Regions from separate parts of the Hordeum vulgare genome. Here region 2 is linked to region 1. A link is a contact called in public Hi-C data. All regions are on one chromosome and are shown on one strand. The core of a region is the stretch at or near the end of the contact, and the rest is flanking DNA. Distances in the headings are between cores, read along the strand shown. Region 1 holds the start of LOC123449557 (50S ribosomal protein L18). Region 2 holds the start of LOC123449561 (glycerol-3-phosphate dehydrogenase [NAD(+)], chloroplastic).

Region 1 (7,685 bases), core at 3,749-6,248:
GAAAAACACGAACATTCCTAGAGCCCCAGAGCTTCCAGAGAATGATGAGAGCGGCGATTGATCCAATGTTGATGTTGAAACCGTCATGGGTGTGACTGTGTGAGTGTCCCATATGAGGTCAACGGAGGGTGGAATCTACAGCTCGAGGATGGACCAAACGTAAGTTGTACACTGACACATGATGGCAAGATGTGTTGCTCGTCCTCGAGGGAATGGTTACATCGGTGACATGAAGAATCGGGGGAGATAGTTTTGCGTAAAAAGTTAGCCTTAGTCTTCAACATGTCTCGACACAAAGGCAACCAAAAAACTTGAATTTGATTGGGGCTTTGGAGCTCCAAATGTAACCCGCGTGGAAGTCTATGTCGGGGTCGGAGAAGAGCAGTGGTGGAGCTTGGCCCACAAAGTTGGACGGACCAGCCGTAGAAAATAACTATAGAGATCATATTTCATGGCCAAAAATACATATTCATGCGGAAGATTGCATCGACTGGGCGGGCCATGGCCACTTCGGCCTTCCCGTAGCTCCGCCAGTGGAGAAGAGCACGAGTAGGGGCACCTCGAGAAGAAAGTGGAGCCATGGGCGAGGAACCTGTCGTCGGGCGCATCGATGGTGGGAACATCATGCGACACAGACAAAATAAGCGCAAGCATGATAGAAGCAATATTGGCTGGAAGGTTTTGTAAGGTAGTCAGTAAACTGCGAGAATCAATTAAAGATTTTCATCTAAAAAGGTGTAAATGTGCGCGCCAAGAATTGAATAATATCTATTAAAAAGGCAAATTTCTCTCTTAAAAGGTATCAACATCTGCAATTTTTCGAAGTTGTATAATATGAAAAATAATTTGTTGATGCACTTAACAATCTTGATTTGATAACGCAAGGGTTCATATTTTAACTACAATATTAGTTACGAGGATTGACTTAAGATAAAACGTACTTTTCCTCCGTCTCAAAATAAGTGTTACGAATTTAACATAAAATTAAGGAGCACTATGTGTGAAGTAAAAAATGAAACGAAGGGAGCTCGTTTGTTTGCTCACGCGGTACGCTTCTGTCTGTGACCTCAGTGGAAAGTCATGCTGTACAAAAAAGGTCGTGGGCACAAGAAAGCAAAATGTTCACTGACTCAAAAGGGAAGAACAAAAGCAGAGTTGGGAGCCGAGATGCGTTCGGCGGGGGCGTAGGTAGAGGAGAACGGGTGTCGGGGCGTGGATGGCCCGCGGGTTTGTGGGGCTGCGTGCGTGCGTGCGTACGAGCGCTGGCGCCTTGTTTCGTTTGGTGGTGCGCGCGCGTGACTGTGTATCTGTGTATGCATACGGCATATGGCTTTGCCCGCGCTTTGTGTGCCAAGCGAAGAAAGAGAGAGAAAGGGGCGCCTGGTTTACCTTTGCGCCCCTGGACCGGTGGACAAGGTCCACAGCTTCGCGTGGCTGTGCGTGTGCCTGCATGTCGACCGCGCCGTTGCCAGGCACCCTGCGCTTTTCCTCCGTCGTGCCCGTGCACATCCACCACCCAGCCGTGTTCTAGATCCTTCCCAAGCACAGCACAGTATTTTTTTATGACAGGTCTAGGCAGCAAAGTGTGGGGCCAGGGGCCGGTGGAGTCCAGGGTGGGACCCGCTTTGGATTAGATTTCCAATTTTTTTCTCATACAGATCGACCTCCGTGTGCTCAAAACAAGATGAAATAGAGAGGCGTTGGATTTCGGGGCCTGTGTTTTATTTGTGTTTATTGTTACATCCTCTTTTGCATCGCAGAGCTCCCAACGTTTCCCTTTCTGGGATGTCCTAATCCGCAACTGTTTAGCCCGCTCGATCTGCATAAATCAGTGTGGACTGGACTTAAGCACTTTCTTAGCCTTTTGTGCTTTAGTTGATCGTTCCACGGTCTATTCTTCATTTAATATTCCAATCCAGCAAATGCCTTCCTTATCTTGCCAAAATTGATGCCGGCTATATTCTTTGTCGAAAATGATGTTTGCTATTGATATGTATACTCCTTCTGTTTCAAACTATACCTCACTTAAGATGTGACATTTAGTATTTCTCTAAACTATATTAGCGAGAACACTGAAAACTTAGAACAACTCTAACAGAGTTGTCATATCCGTAATCCTCAAAATGTTTTGGAGCGCACTTGTTAGATTTTGGAGATTGCCGAGGTGGCATGGAAACACATGGTCATCAAAACGACAACCTCCATCTTTCTTCTTCTATCTATTTGCATGTAAACTCTGCTAGTCCAATTTGGCATCAACATCAAACAATTCAACTGTATTATTACAAACCTTGTTTGATGAATTTGCACCTCCTCCCATCCCATCATCCATCGAGCAACCATTAACAAAATTTACTCCTCTTCGTCGGCCAACAAATTATTCTCGGACTCAACAGAAAAATGACTATGAATCATCGAAAAAAATCTTCTACCATCGATGACACCTACACAAATTACGAATCATATGTCATCTACATGAATCTACGAGGTGCTATAGTTGTGAACATAAACAAGTTTTGGGAAGTATGCCTTGGGTTGAGATCTAGTGGGCAAGATGTGGCACAGATGACCCCGGAGATGGAGTTGACAACGGCGGGCAGGCGGTGCGTGATGTTGGCCTCCTCGGCAAGCTCGGGAAGGGGAGATGGCGGTAGAGACAAGGCCCTCCCTCATCGAGCTCCCTTGTGCGACAACAATGACGGCAGGTCGGATGATAGGAAGCAGGAGCAGGTTTGCGGCGACGTGTGGTACATGGTGATGGTTCAAGGAGCAGAGGGTGGTAGCAAATGATGACGGCTTAATGTGGGCGACGATGATAGTGGGTGTACTAGCTGAAATGTCTCTGACCTTAAAATTTGGTGGATACATATGGATACTGGTGCTTTCGGCCTCTTTGGAGATTTCGGATTATCTTCTTGCATCCTACATAGCGTACATGGAGCTAGGAAGCTATGTTGGACATGGTGAAGTAGGTTCAGATAAGATAAGAGATAATTAGTTCTCCATTCCAAATTATGTCACAATTAAAGCATATACAGCCGGACATAGCAAATATGACCCCCTAAACGTCCGTGGACGCGTGTGTTGATCGGGCGTGTCCCCTACTTGTCCATTCGCGCAGCCACAGTTCTTATCTTCTTCCTCATATGACCGATCACTTGCACGTGATTGATGGAGAGGAAGAGATAGAAAAAAAAAGAATGAATTAAAAAGGACATGGTGGTTTGGGATGGGCTCGCGTCCTACGTGACGAACTGACCGGGCGCGTCCGCGAGCCCTCATATACTTCCTATATTTGAGATGGATATGAGGGTTCGCGGACAACGCGAACGTATAGGGATGATATGAGGGGTCCGGTTGAATCACTTTTTTTATTCTCTTATGTTTGGCCATCATCATGGCGCGTCCACAAACGTATGAGAGGTCGACAGAGGTGTCCGGTTGACGATGTTCTTAAGAAGCTTACTTGATTCTCCTTTTTGCGGGGTAGATGCTTATTTGACCGTTACTTTTTAGAACCACATAGCAACTTGACTATCACTTTATGTTACTACATCATTCATAGTACCATCTTTATGGCATACATTAGATGTCGCACAAGTTTTTAATATATGAATAGTATGTACCCATTTAGAGCTCCCTGGAGATTCTGGTCTATCTCGTAGAAAGCTTTGTCCGGCATGGTGAGGTACTCTCCCATACAAGAGAAATTCAGATAAAACCTCATAGGCTGAATATTCACATAAAGAAGCTTTGCCGAAACCAACAAGAGACACGAGTACATGTCAGTGAGTTCTCTATTCTAGAAAGTTCTCTACCCCGTCTCTGCCTTTTACTATCATACCTCACTACTACTACACAATATTGTGTGGTGAGGTGATGTTCTCTTGTTTACTTTACGCCCTCTTTTCTTTTTCTAGTGAATCTTCTTTGTGGTTGAAAAGTAGCTGCCATATCTATGTCTATCAAGCAAATCTAAATACTCAACACTAGAGGGTGCCGGGCCCACACACGTGTGGGGGCATGGGTGCTTGTATCCTAGTGGCACTCATCCAAAAGCTATCTCTTTATAAATTAATATCATCAACATCAATCTGGTGTAGTATCTCATATCGTTTCGTCCAAAAATCTGTGCAGCTAGCATGTTTGAAAGCCCAATCCGTTCCCATGCCGCCTTGGGATATACAGTATTTTTTTTCATTTTGCAGTGCAAAAACTTGATGGAGCACGAAACAGAACGATACGGGGTATATGCCACATCTAGCTGCCTGCCAGTGTAGACTTGTATACATTATTATACTATATAAATAGATTTTTCAAACGTTGGCGTCGGTCCTGGATCCAAGATTTCAGAAGGGACGAAGCTTCCAAGATTATCTTGAGAATATGTATGGGGACTGTGTCGCAGGAGTGGTGCAACAAAATATTATCCTCACCGTCACCGGCGTTTTCCTGAGTCACACGTGGAAGAACGAGAGGACGTGAGACTGTGAGAGTTTTCAACGATCTGCGTACGTACGTACGTACGTGCAACCGGAGCTCCAGGGCGCGCGGGGCCAGTTGCCAGAGAAACTGCATGGCCGAGCCGTGGCACGAGGTCACGTCGGATGACCCATTGGTCGGCCCTTTTTACCACCTTTTCTTCCCTCTCGTGGGGAAAAGAAAAAGAAAAGAAAGAAGGAAAAGCGGGAGAAAGTGACGAAAGGGGCACCGGGGCGCATCTGAGGGTCAATCCGACGCAGGTGGGTCGAAAGTGATGCTGGGGACGGGAGGAGGAGGACAACAGGTGTCGATCGTTCATGATGAGAGGTTATTAAATGCAAGTGCAAGCGCAGATGAATCCAAGGGTTACGAGATAAGAACGGCTAGATTTTTTTGCTCCTCGAAAGCAATAGGTTTTTTGGTGGGTTCCCCAGGGGGGGTGGGTGGCGTGATTGTTTATTTAGCGGCTTGGTTTCTCTCTCTCTTTTTGTTTTTGCTCGGCGGTGCGAGGAGACGTGCGGCCGTGGCCTGATGGGCCATTTCCATCAAAGCCCACGTAGTCTCGGCCGGCCTGGGCCTTGTAAACGCTGCCTGCTTGATGTTTTTTTTTTCCGTGGCTTGGAGAGATTGGATGAGGCGCGCCGCGCGCGTGGTCGACGGCGAGACGACGCAGGCAGCTGAGACGCCCTCGCCCTCGTGACGGTGGCCTCGCCCTCGCGGCGGCGGATTAGTGGACAGCGTCGCAGGACAGGGGGCCCCGGCGAGGCGGCGACCTCGGAGCTCGCACCGGCCGGCGGGCTGTGGCGTCCATCGCCCGGCGCTCCGTGTCTTCCCAGTGCGGCGCTGCAGGACGGGAGCGCAGCGACCAGCAGGCAGCGACGCTGACCACTGTGAGTTCGGTGTGGATCCTCCTCAACTCCAACTGGGTATGAATTTTTGCTCTGCTCATCATGCAGCACTCAGAATCATTGCTCAAATGCCACACTCTATTGTTTTCTTCTCTGAATCCACAGGGTGTGAAATCCGGTGGCCAACGGGACTTGAGCGCGCGCGACCTGTTCGACAAATTGCCCTAACCGAGCTGGTCTCCTCGTGCTGTATCAATGGCGTTGCTAGGGGCCACCCTCGGCCGGCCACCATTGCCGTGTCCCTCCACCTCCAGCTCCCTGCCATTCACGACTAATTGCTTCGAGTTCCCTCTTCGACGGCACCCAGGTGAGCCACGCCGTCATACCGCCTCCCGGCTTCTCTCCGTGCTTTTATCAACTGGCTCCGGCTTAGCTGCCTATCTCATGTGATGCATCCTCTCTCTCTTTCTGCGCGCAGGCGTGGTGGCACGCCGGCGCGGAGCGTACCCGAGGATCGAGGCCACAGCGAGGCACGGCACGCGCAAGGAGAACGCCAAGGTCAGGAACCGCCGGCTGCAGAAAAAGGTACGGTGCTCACCTCAGGGTTGGGTTGTGGCCTTGTGGGTTCCAACCACGACCAACAATCTGAAGGGAGTTCTCAATTCTCTTTGGCTGCAGTACAACGGCACGGCGAAGAAGCCCAGGATGTCCGTCTTCTGCTCCAACAGGCAGCTCTACGCCATGCTCGTCGACGACCACGGCAAGAAGATCCTCTTCTACGCCAGCACCCTGCAGGAGGAAATCCGCGGCGACCCTCCATGCACCACCGTGGTAAGCCAACCAAACCTGCTCCTTCGTCGTCGACTCGTCGGTTGAACTTGCATTGCATTTGCATCTGAAACAAAAGCTGCAAGGTGCATCTCCTGACCTTGAGCTGTTTGTTGTTGGCAAGCAGGAGGCCTCTCGGAGGGTCGGGGAGGAGCTCGTCAAGGCCTGCAAGGAGCTGGACATCTCCGAGGTTTCGTGCTACGACCGCAACGGGTTCGCTCGAGGGGAGAAGATGATGGCGTTCGAGGATCCCGTCGCGCAGCACGGGTTCCTGCCCAGATAGCAAAACTGTGATATGCTTGGGAGGCCTGCACCGGCTGCTCGGCGTAGAATATTATTTAGTGAAGAGTAGGAGTGTAGCCTGTAGGGCATATGACTCATATTTGCCCTGTGAATTGCTTGATGTATGATTCAGGGCATATGGTTCATACTTGGTATTTCGCAGCATGTTATTAAGCCAGACAATTATCACTAACAACCATAAAATGTTTCTCCACTGTCATTGTTTTACGCGTCAACGGTTACATCAGGACAATTGCTTACGCCGGCCTGAACACATATTATCACAGCATCAAGCAGTTACAGAGAGTGGCATACAGTTACATGAGGAGTTTGGGGTTGGTGTGTGTGTGTGTGTTGTGTTGGGGGTGGGGGGACTCCACTGTCATTTCAAATAAACAATAGTCTCAAAATAAAAAACGAGAACACACAAAGGTTCATCACCGAGACTTACAGAGGCTTATTTTTTTCAGTGGCCTGCATTCTTCAAATTAGTACATCTAGTTGATAGGCACAGTGGCAGTTAAGATAGCATACTATGCTGAAGCTGTTCCTTTTGTTCCCATCTAGTGAAGAGTAGGAGTATAGCCTGTAGGGCATATGGCTCATATTTGCCCTGTGAATTGCTTGATGTATGATTCAGGGCATATGGCTCATACTTGGTATTTCACAGCTTGTTATTGAGCCAGACAATCATCACTAACAACCATAAAATGTTTCTCCACTTTCTTTTTTTTACGCGTCAACGGCGGACTTACTCCGGCCTGAACATATATTATCACAGCATCAAGCAGTTACAGAGAGTAGCATACAGTTACATGAGGAGTTTGGGGTTGGGGAGGAGCAAGAACTCCTCTGTCATTTCAAATAAACAACTCTCTCAAAAAATAATCGAGAACACACAAAGGTTCATCACTAAGACTCCCTATGTTACAGAGGCTTAATTTTTTTCAGAGGCAAGCCATAGACTTCTGATGCACGAGCGAATATAAGTTTGTTCAAGGAATGGTCCAACTTAGTCACTGGCCAATTGTAGTACCAATTTTTTTCGGTTCAACATGCTGGATCCTGGACAAGCGCACCTGTCATGAATGACAATATTTTGTGTCAACATCACATCTGCAGTATATTAAGCAGCGAACGATGAATAACCTTACAGTCAAGCCTCTTGCAACTTAGAAAAATAGTGTTGTTCATCATCAGGTTTGTCCCAGCTGTGCCATCTAGCAGGCTGTATGCGCTGATTCA
Region 2 (7,685 bases), core at 3,656-6,155, 180 kb before region 1:
CTATTTCACCCACAAGGGAAAAACTTTGCTAATAACAGTTCTTCCAATTAAATTTTCCCGTTGGTTTCAATTTAATTGAAGGACTAAACCTTTTTACTTTGCAGCGGAAAAACGTGAATAAAAATTCATGCACCTTTACAGAAAAAAATCTGGTAAAAATAAAAACTCATGAACTTTATTTTCCTTTTATAAAATCCATGAACTTTTCTCTTTCTGAAAATATTTCTTTTATTTTCAAAACCTTTTATTTTTCTTTGCAAAAAAAAAATGTTACTATTACAGAAAAATATTCTGTCATAATTAAATATTCATGAACTTTATAATCCCTTTTATAAAATTCATGAACTTTTCTTTTTCTGAAAATCTCCTTTTATTTTCAGAATCTTTTATTTTTCTTTTCAGAAAAATAATGTTGCAATTCTGCATAAAATCACAGAAACTTTGAACATTTTCTTTTACTTTTTCTAATCATGTTTTCGTAGGAAAAAATTCCTAGAAAAAACCTTTGAATCTGCCTTAATAGACAGAAACTGAAAAACCCCTTTAAAATAAATAAATGGCCGGCCAAGCAACCTCGCTCCCCCGGCCTGGGCCAGCCTTCCCTTCGGCCTGGGCCGGCGCTATCTTTCTGGGCCGCGGCCTGGCTGGCGCTAGGGTTTCGATCCTGACCGTCGATCTGAATCGAACGGCCGGCCGGTTCTTTCGCTTGAACAAAAACCGGCAACATCAGGGGTGGGGAAACCCTCGATCCATTCTCTCCCTCCCCCACGCGTCGTTCTTTCTCCTCCCCTCGAGCCGAGAGCAACGACAAGGCCGGTCTTTCTCTCGGCGAGCAGCGCCTGTGGTGTCCGAGTCACTGCCTCGCGCGGCGGCCCTCGAGCCCCGCCGAGCGCAGCGCGCCGTCGCCCATGCCCCTCCTTTCCCTCGCGACGAGCACCTCTGTGCTCTCTGTGCGGTGGCTCGCTGCCCCGCCGGAGGGTGCTCGGGTGGCCTACCGCGCCTTCTCCCCTCCTGCAAGGTGGGTTTGGCCGCCGGCAGCGGAGACCATGCGTCCCGCGCCGCGCCGCGCCCTCTTCTCGGCGTGTCGGCCCGCGGTGGCAGAGCACCGTGGCCTCTCCTTTCGCCTGTCGGCCCGCGGTGGCAGGGACTTCTCCCTCGCGCGGTGGCCCTCAGGTCCCGCCGAGAAGCCCCGTGGCCGTGGCGTTCGTCCAGCGCTTCCTCCCCTTTCTATTTCAGAGAGAGAGAGAGACACTCACAATGCACCGTGGCCTCCCCTTTCGCCGGTTGCGCATTCCCTTGCGGGGAGCGCGTCGCCGTCGAGTGGGTTGGCCGTGGTGCCTCTTCTCCTTTCGTTTTTCTTTACTTGTCCCGAGATAGAGAGAGACCCAATGAACGACGGCGCCGTTGCCCCTCCTTTCGCCGGTCGCGTGCTCCCTTCCGGTGAGCGCGCTGCCGTCGAATGGGTTGGCCGCGGCGCCCCTTTGCCCCTTTGCGAGCGTTTACTTTTGCGTTTTTCTTTTGTTTCCTTTGCCGTATTTTTGCATGTTCCTCTCCTTCTTTTGTTTGTCTTTTTCAGATCCGATCCGATTTCTTTCTTTATTTTTCTTTTGGATCTAGGTCCATTCTTTGCCTCCGAGGAGGTAGGTTCTTCTTCCCCACACCTCGGCTTGCCGATGCGTGTGGGGATCGAGAGGAACAGGCGCGGCCTTGCGGCGGCGCTTCTTTGCCGAAGAAGACTCCGGTGAAACTTTTCTCTTCTTAGAACTTTGCCCTTCTCGGGTTCATATCGGGGATGGGGAAATCTTTTCTTGTACATGTTTCAACCGAAACTTATCTAAAGCCTCGTGGCTCATGATACCATTGATAGATCCCGTGGATCGACAAGGCTAGATGTGTTCGGTGAGAGTAGTGGTATGTTACCTTATCCCGTACTCGATGAGTTCCCTCCGGTGACCGTCGTGAGGTGGTGAAGACGGTGGGGAAGGAGAGAGAGATCCGGTAGTGGCGGTGATGGACTTCCCATCACTTCAGTGCTACCCTCTGGATCGGATTAGGGTTAGGAGTGGGGAACTAGTGGCGGCGGCGAACCTCGTAACCCGTGCCATGGTCCCCACCTCCTCTACATATAGCACTGCGCGACAGGGGCCCACCAGCCTTGCTTGGGCTGGACGCCCCCGATCAGGGCGTGAGTCAAGGTCCAATGGGCCGTTGGGCCCATTGGGAAAGAGATCAATCTAACACTTCCTTCTCCCGACATGTCGTATGACGATAACCCTTCTCTTGAGGTGATAACGAATCTTTTGGTGTCCTTGGGTGTCTTGGGCTTTTGGGGTCCGTCTTGGCGTCGAAGGGAGGCAGGCCGATATATGAACTGACTACGGTTTGTGCTCTCTAGGTCCTAACTGCGGGATCACATGGTCGTATACTCGTATTGTATCCCTTAAAGATAGGTATGACACTAACCAAACGAGGAGTGACTATATAAAGGAAGTACTGACCCCCACCAAGGGGAGGGAGATACACAGGAGCTCATATCCTTAACCTAGCCCAGCAGATAGGAAAGCTCCATTCAGTTGTATTCATCGATAAAGATAGGTAGGCACGACTAAACCTGATCATTAGTCCGGACGGGCCGGGGGCTGGGCTTGCAAAAGCCCAACCTTCTAACTGCAAGCCCAAGCCCGGCCCGAGCGATGCTTCTCATCACCTCCACGTTTAAGCCCGGCTTGAAGCTTGAAAGCTCCGCCCGAAACCATGAAAAACAGATGGTCGAGCCCAGGCAGAACTGCCTTTTGGATGAAGCTTGATCCTGCCTGGCCTGGATTTTTTTGGCCGGGTCGTTGGGCCAGGCTGTGCATGCCCAGGTCTAGGCAGGACGTGGAGCTATTACCCATCTAGGGGGCTGAACCTGAGTAAACCACTGTATCAGCATCATCGCCGACGAGATCCCTTTGGGCACCGCCCCTCTCTTTACATTTGTTCCACGACTACCTTCAGATCGTGAGATCGACAGACTATTATTCATCCAACCCTAGATACATGATTATATACTACTCCCTCCGCCCCGAATTAGTTGTCTTGGATTTGTCTAGACAAATCTAAGACAACAAATTTGCGTTGGAGTAATAGATGCTTCAGCCTTCCTAATCAATTGGACTCCTTAGACCTGTGCTAATATGAACTCTCACCTTAACACCTAGCCTACGAAATCTGCTAGCCGAACCCTTCTCTCTGCTTGGACTCCCTCCTGGTAGTCCACAACATTTTCCTACATGAATAACTAAATCAATTGTCCACAGGTGGGCAATATAGATCCTCTTATGCAAAAGAAATCTCAAAGTTGTTCATAGTAAGTGGTATCCTATTATTTAATCATGTAGTAGCAGATAGTTTTGTGGCTGAAAAGAATACTGCGCAACCAAACAAACAATAATCGTGATTATGACATGCATGCTTTTGTACACGTTTTGTGGCTGAAGATTATCATAGCGTCTAAAGGTGAAGTATTAGGTATAATTACCTTGATGTGCTTATCCTCAAATTTGATGACGCTAAGAGCTGCTGAACAGCACTTGCCAACTTTTTGTCTTTGGATGCCACCACCATAGCTGCAATATTAACTTGGATAACTATGCAGTTCTATTTACAAACAGATTCCAAAACGTGCTTGGAAAGTCAAAATATTCTTAAACATAAGCAACATGAACCAGATAACTTGGTGTCACAAGAAAGCACAAGAGAGTATGACAAATTTTTTTGAAAAGGAGAACTAACCTGTTGGTAATTTCTCCATCAGTTCCACTGCAAAAGAAGGTCCTGACAGAACAATAAATGGTTGGCGAGGATTTCCCAGTGCGAGAGGAATGATTTGCGACATTGTCCGAAGGGTGTTAAGTTCCAGCCCTTTGCTAAGTGATATGAATGGCAACTTTGGATCAACATATGTTGAAATACTGCCAAGAAAGGATGAACTGAACTGCCAGGAAAAATATCAGACTCCAAAAAAGAAGAAACCCTCCTGCAAACCAGAGTGCTTCATAAAGAAGTGTTAATACCTGAACAGGGACAGCATGGAAGCAGAAATCAGCTCCTGCTAAAGCTTCACTAGCACTAGTTGTTGCAACAATATTTTCTGGCAAGCTGTATTCTGACAAGTATTTGCTGCAGTGGAGTGAAAGCAGAGTGTTACATACAATGTTTTTTGGCTGTGTGCATCAATCAATCAATCAAATGGTTTGCAACATTTTCCTTACGAAGCGAGACACATAGTCTTTTCATGGGGAAGTATCTGAATGCTACTAGTAAGGAAAGCAACGAGGTTACCCACGAGTTGACATGGCGGTCGTTGATGGAGCGGCAGACGAGGTCATCCCGGAGCAGCATGGCCACCTCAAGGCCGGGCTTCTTGGCTGCCACCTGCGCCGCCATCGCCGTTCCGAACGAGCCCCCTCCAAGGACCACGACCTGCAGTTTCCTCCGACGATCAGATCCCGCAGATAAGTTTGCGGCCCCAACGGGTTGAAGCAAACTGAAGTCCTTGTGTCACCTTGCGCGTGGTCTCGAGGACGTCGCTGCGGTTGCGGCTGCGCCAGGAGCGAGACCACCGGACGAGCTTCTCCCACGCGATCCGCACCACGCGGCGCCGGTCCTTCCGGCCGCTGCGAGAAGGGGCCTCCCCCTCGTCCGACCCGGCATCTGGCGGCGGCGCGTCGGAGGCGGCGGCGCAGATGGGTGAGGCACGGTGGCGAGCGGTGGGGAGGCGAGGGCGAAGGATTGGGGATGTGGTGGGGGGAAGGAAGGCGGCGGTGGCCATGAGAGAGGGCAGCGAAGGGGGGCAAATGGAAGAATGGAAGGTGTTTGGTTTTGCTATCTTATCCGTTCCCGCCCCTTTCTCGATTTCTCCTTTTGTCGCTCTGCGTTCTTCAGCTCTCAAATGGAGTCGGTACTCAAATACCAATATGAAAAAAAATGTGTGCGTACACATACACACAGGGATGCAGGGCGAGCGGGACTGCCCGCTAAGAGCATCTCTACTAGAACCCTCGAACCCTTAAATCCAAAATCAGTTTTAAGGATTGAGAATTGATCATTTTTGACACTTTTAAGGGTTGAAAAACAGAGGCAAAGACTAGAACCCTCAAACCCAATCCTTATAGCCTAGTTTTGAACACTATGAACATGCACGCGGAGGAACAGAGGATACAAAAATGACTTCAGCCGCGGAAGAGCTCGCGCTCGCGCTGCCTGGACGAGGCCGTCTCGCGTACCGCGCGGTGGAGCTCCGCCGGGCGCCGCGGCCCTTCTTGGCGGGCGGCCGCGGCAGGCGCCGCGGCGACGGCCGCGGCTGGAGCGCGGGGGGCGGGGGCGCGGCGGCAGGCGGCGGCGACGGCCGCGGCTGGAGCGCGGGGGGCGGGGGCGCGGCGGCAGGCGCGGCGGCTGGAGCGTGGGGGCGGCGGCAGGCGTGGCGGCGACGGGCGGGGGCGCGGCGGCTGGAGCGTGGGGGGCGGGGGCGCGGCGGCTGGAGCGTGGGGGGCGGCGGCAGGCGTGGCGACGGCGGGCGGGGGCGCGGCGGGCGCGACGGCGGCGGTTGGAGCGCGGGGCCGGGGCCTGGGCGCAGAGGGGCGGCGGGGCCGGGGCCGGGGCGACGGCCGGAGCGCGGGGGGCGGCGGCCGGAGCGCGGGGGGAGGCGGGGCGGCGGCTGGAGCGCGGGAGGCGGCGGGGCGGCGGCGGCCGGAACAACTTCCTCGCGCGGGCGGGAACCAACTGCCTCCCGCACGAGGTGGGAAGTGGAGTACGGGTTGGGGGCAGTTTTCCCCCCAACCCTCACTTCTACAGGCTGGGAAGGGGTTTGAGGGTTCGACCTCTAAATTTTTTTACGGGTTTAAGGGTTTGGTTCTAGTCTACGCCGTTTCTCCGATGAAAACTGTAAAAAAGCGGTTATTTTTAAGGGTTTGAGGGTTCTACTAGAGATGCTCTAAGAGCATCTCTAGTAGAATTCTCAAACCCTTAAATCTAAAACCAGTTTTAAGGGTTGAGAATTGGTTATTTTTAACACTTTTAAGGGTTGGGTTTGAGGGTTCTATTCTTTGCCCCAACCCCAACCCTTAAAACTCTGATAGGAAACATATTCAAAAATGAAGATGTATACCATTCTACTTCACATCAGTTCTATTCATGCCAAACATATCAGCCTTATTTTATCTTACAAACTCAGCATACTATTATCTAGTCCAAGCTTCATTAGATATACTCCCTCCGGTCCTTTTTAGTCTGCATATTAGCTTTGTCTGAAGTCAAAGTATCTCTACTTTGACCAAATTTATAGAAAACATGTATCAACATTCACAATGTCAAATTAATATTGTTAGATTCATTATGAAAGCTAGTTTCATGATATATATATTTTGTATTGTAGATGTTGATATTTTTCAATATATATTTGGTCAAACTTTGTAAAGTTTGAATTGACCTAAATCTAATATGCGGAGTAAAAAAGACCGGAGGGGGTACTAGCAAAAGGGCCCGTGTGTTGCAACGGGAAAAAACCAATTATAATCTTCAATGGTGTTGATCGTATTATGCCTTTAAAATTTTAGGACATTTTTGAAATGCATGAACATTTTTTGAATTAGCAAATATTTTTTTAATTGCACTTAAAAAATAATACACAAACTTTTTTGCAAAATCATGGACTTTTATTGTTTTCATCAACATTGTTCTCAAAATTATGAACATTTTTCTGAATATGCGGATATTTTTACAAAAATCCTGAGCATTTTTTGAATTCACAAACATTTTATGTTTTCTTCAAACTTTTATTTCAAAATTCCCAGTTTTATAAATTGCAAAAGTTTTTCAAAGTTCTAAATTATTTAAACTAAAAAATGGAACAAAAAAATGAAAATAAAAAATGAGACTAAAAACAGAGGCACGAACTGTTTTTAAGATTTTTACACAGACTTTTGTTTAAAATTGTTGACTTTTTTAATTTTATGGACATTTTCTCAAAGTTTAAACATTTTTATATGCAAACATTTTTCAAAAATCCTGAGTAGTTTTTGAATTCTAAAAAAATATGTTTTTTTGAAAATTTATTTCGAAATTCTCAGTTTCTTAAAATTGACCAAAGTTATTTGAAGTTCTAAATTATTTAAAGTAGAAAAACAAAATGGAACTGAAAAGAGAAATAAAAAAACTAAAGTAAAAATACAGGCGCCCACGCATGGGCCGGCCCAAACAGGTGTGATGCATCTTTTTTCGACGCCCAAAGCGTAATATAGGAGGTGACTACATGGGCCGGCCCAGTCTGGAGATTTTTTTTTTTGAAACGTTTTCTATGACTTATAGGTGTCATTGGTGGGTAATTTTAATCAACTTTAAGGACAATTTGGATGACATACGGAAGAAGCACTATTTGCTTTATTAATAGGTAAGATGATTACAAAATGTTCTTCAGATAAAATTCAATAGATACTTTGGTTGTTGCCTGTAGGACTCCAAAAATATGGAACTCTAGAGACAAAAAAACTAAGCTTCTCTACCACATTATAGGTCTATTATACATCCATAAATTCAGAGATCAACAAGAGAATACAGCAGTTTGGCATTACCATCGTCATCATATTGCACTTGGTCAGCCAATCAGTCAATCAGCAGCACCCAGGGAAGCACTAATCAGCAGCACC

The links. Hi-C and Micro-C count contacts between places; a contact is called where the count stands out from the background.
Region 2: a Hi-C map of seedling shows a contact between it and region 1, with 2.6 times the contacts expected there. The contact joins the promoter of LOC123449561 here to the promoter of LOC123449557 in region 1. A contact is called at or near these places in 3 of 6 Hi-C or Micro-C datasets (leaf and seedling).

What each region holds. Positions count from the first base shown.
Region 1 is chr4H:564,114,978-564,122,662 of MorexV3_pseudomolecules_assembly, reverse strand. It overlaps LOC123449557 (50S ribosomal protein L18), which reads left to right and starts at 4,998. Exons shown (of 5, transcript XM_045126813.1): 1 at 4,998-5,372; 2 at 5,496-5,697; 3 at 5,809-5,915; 4 at 6,009-6,161; 5 at 6,286-6,660. The coding sequence starts at 5,586. The coding sequence ends at 6,441.
Region 2 is chr4H:564,295,041-564,302,725 of MorexV3_pseudomolecules_assembly, reverse strand. It overlaps LOC123449561 (glycerol-3-phosphate dehydrogenase [NAD(+)], chloroplastic), which reads right to left and starts at 4,905. Exons shown (of 10, transcript XR_006632024.1): 1 at 4,547-4,905; 2 at 4,328-4,464; 3 at 4,056-4,161; 4 at 3,775-3,976; 5 at 3,521-3,608.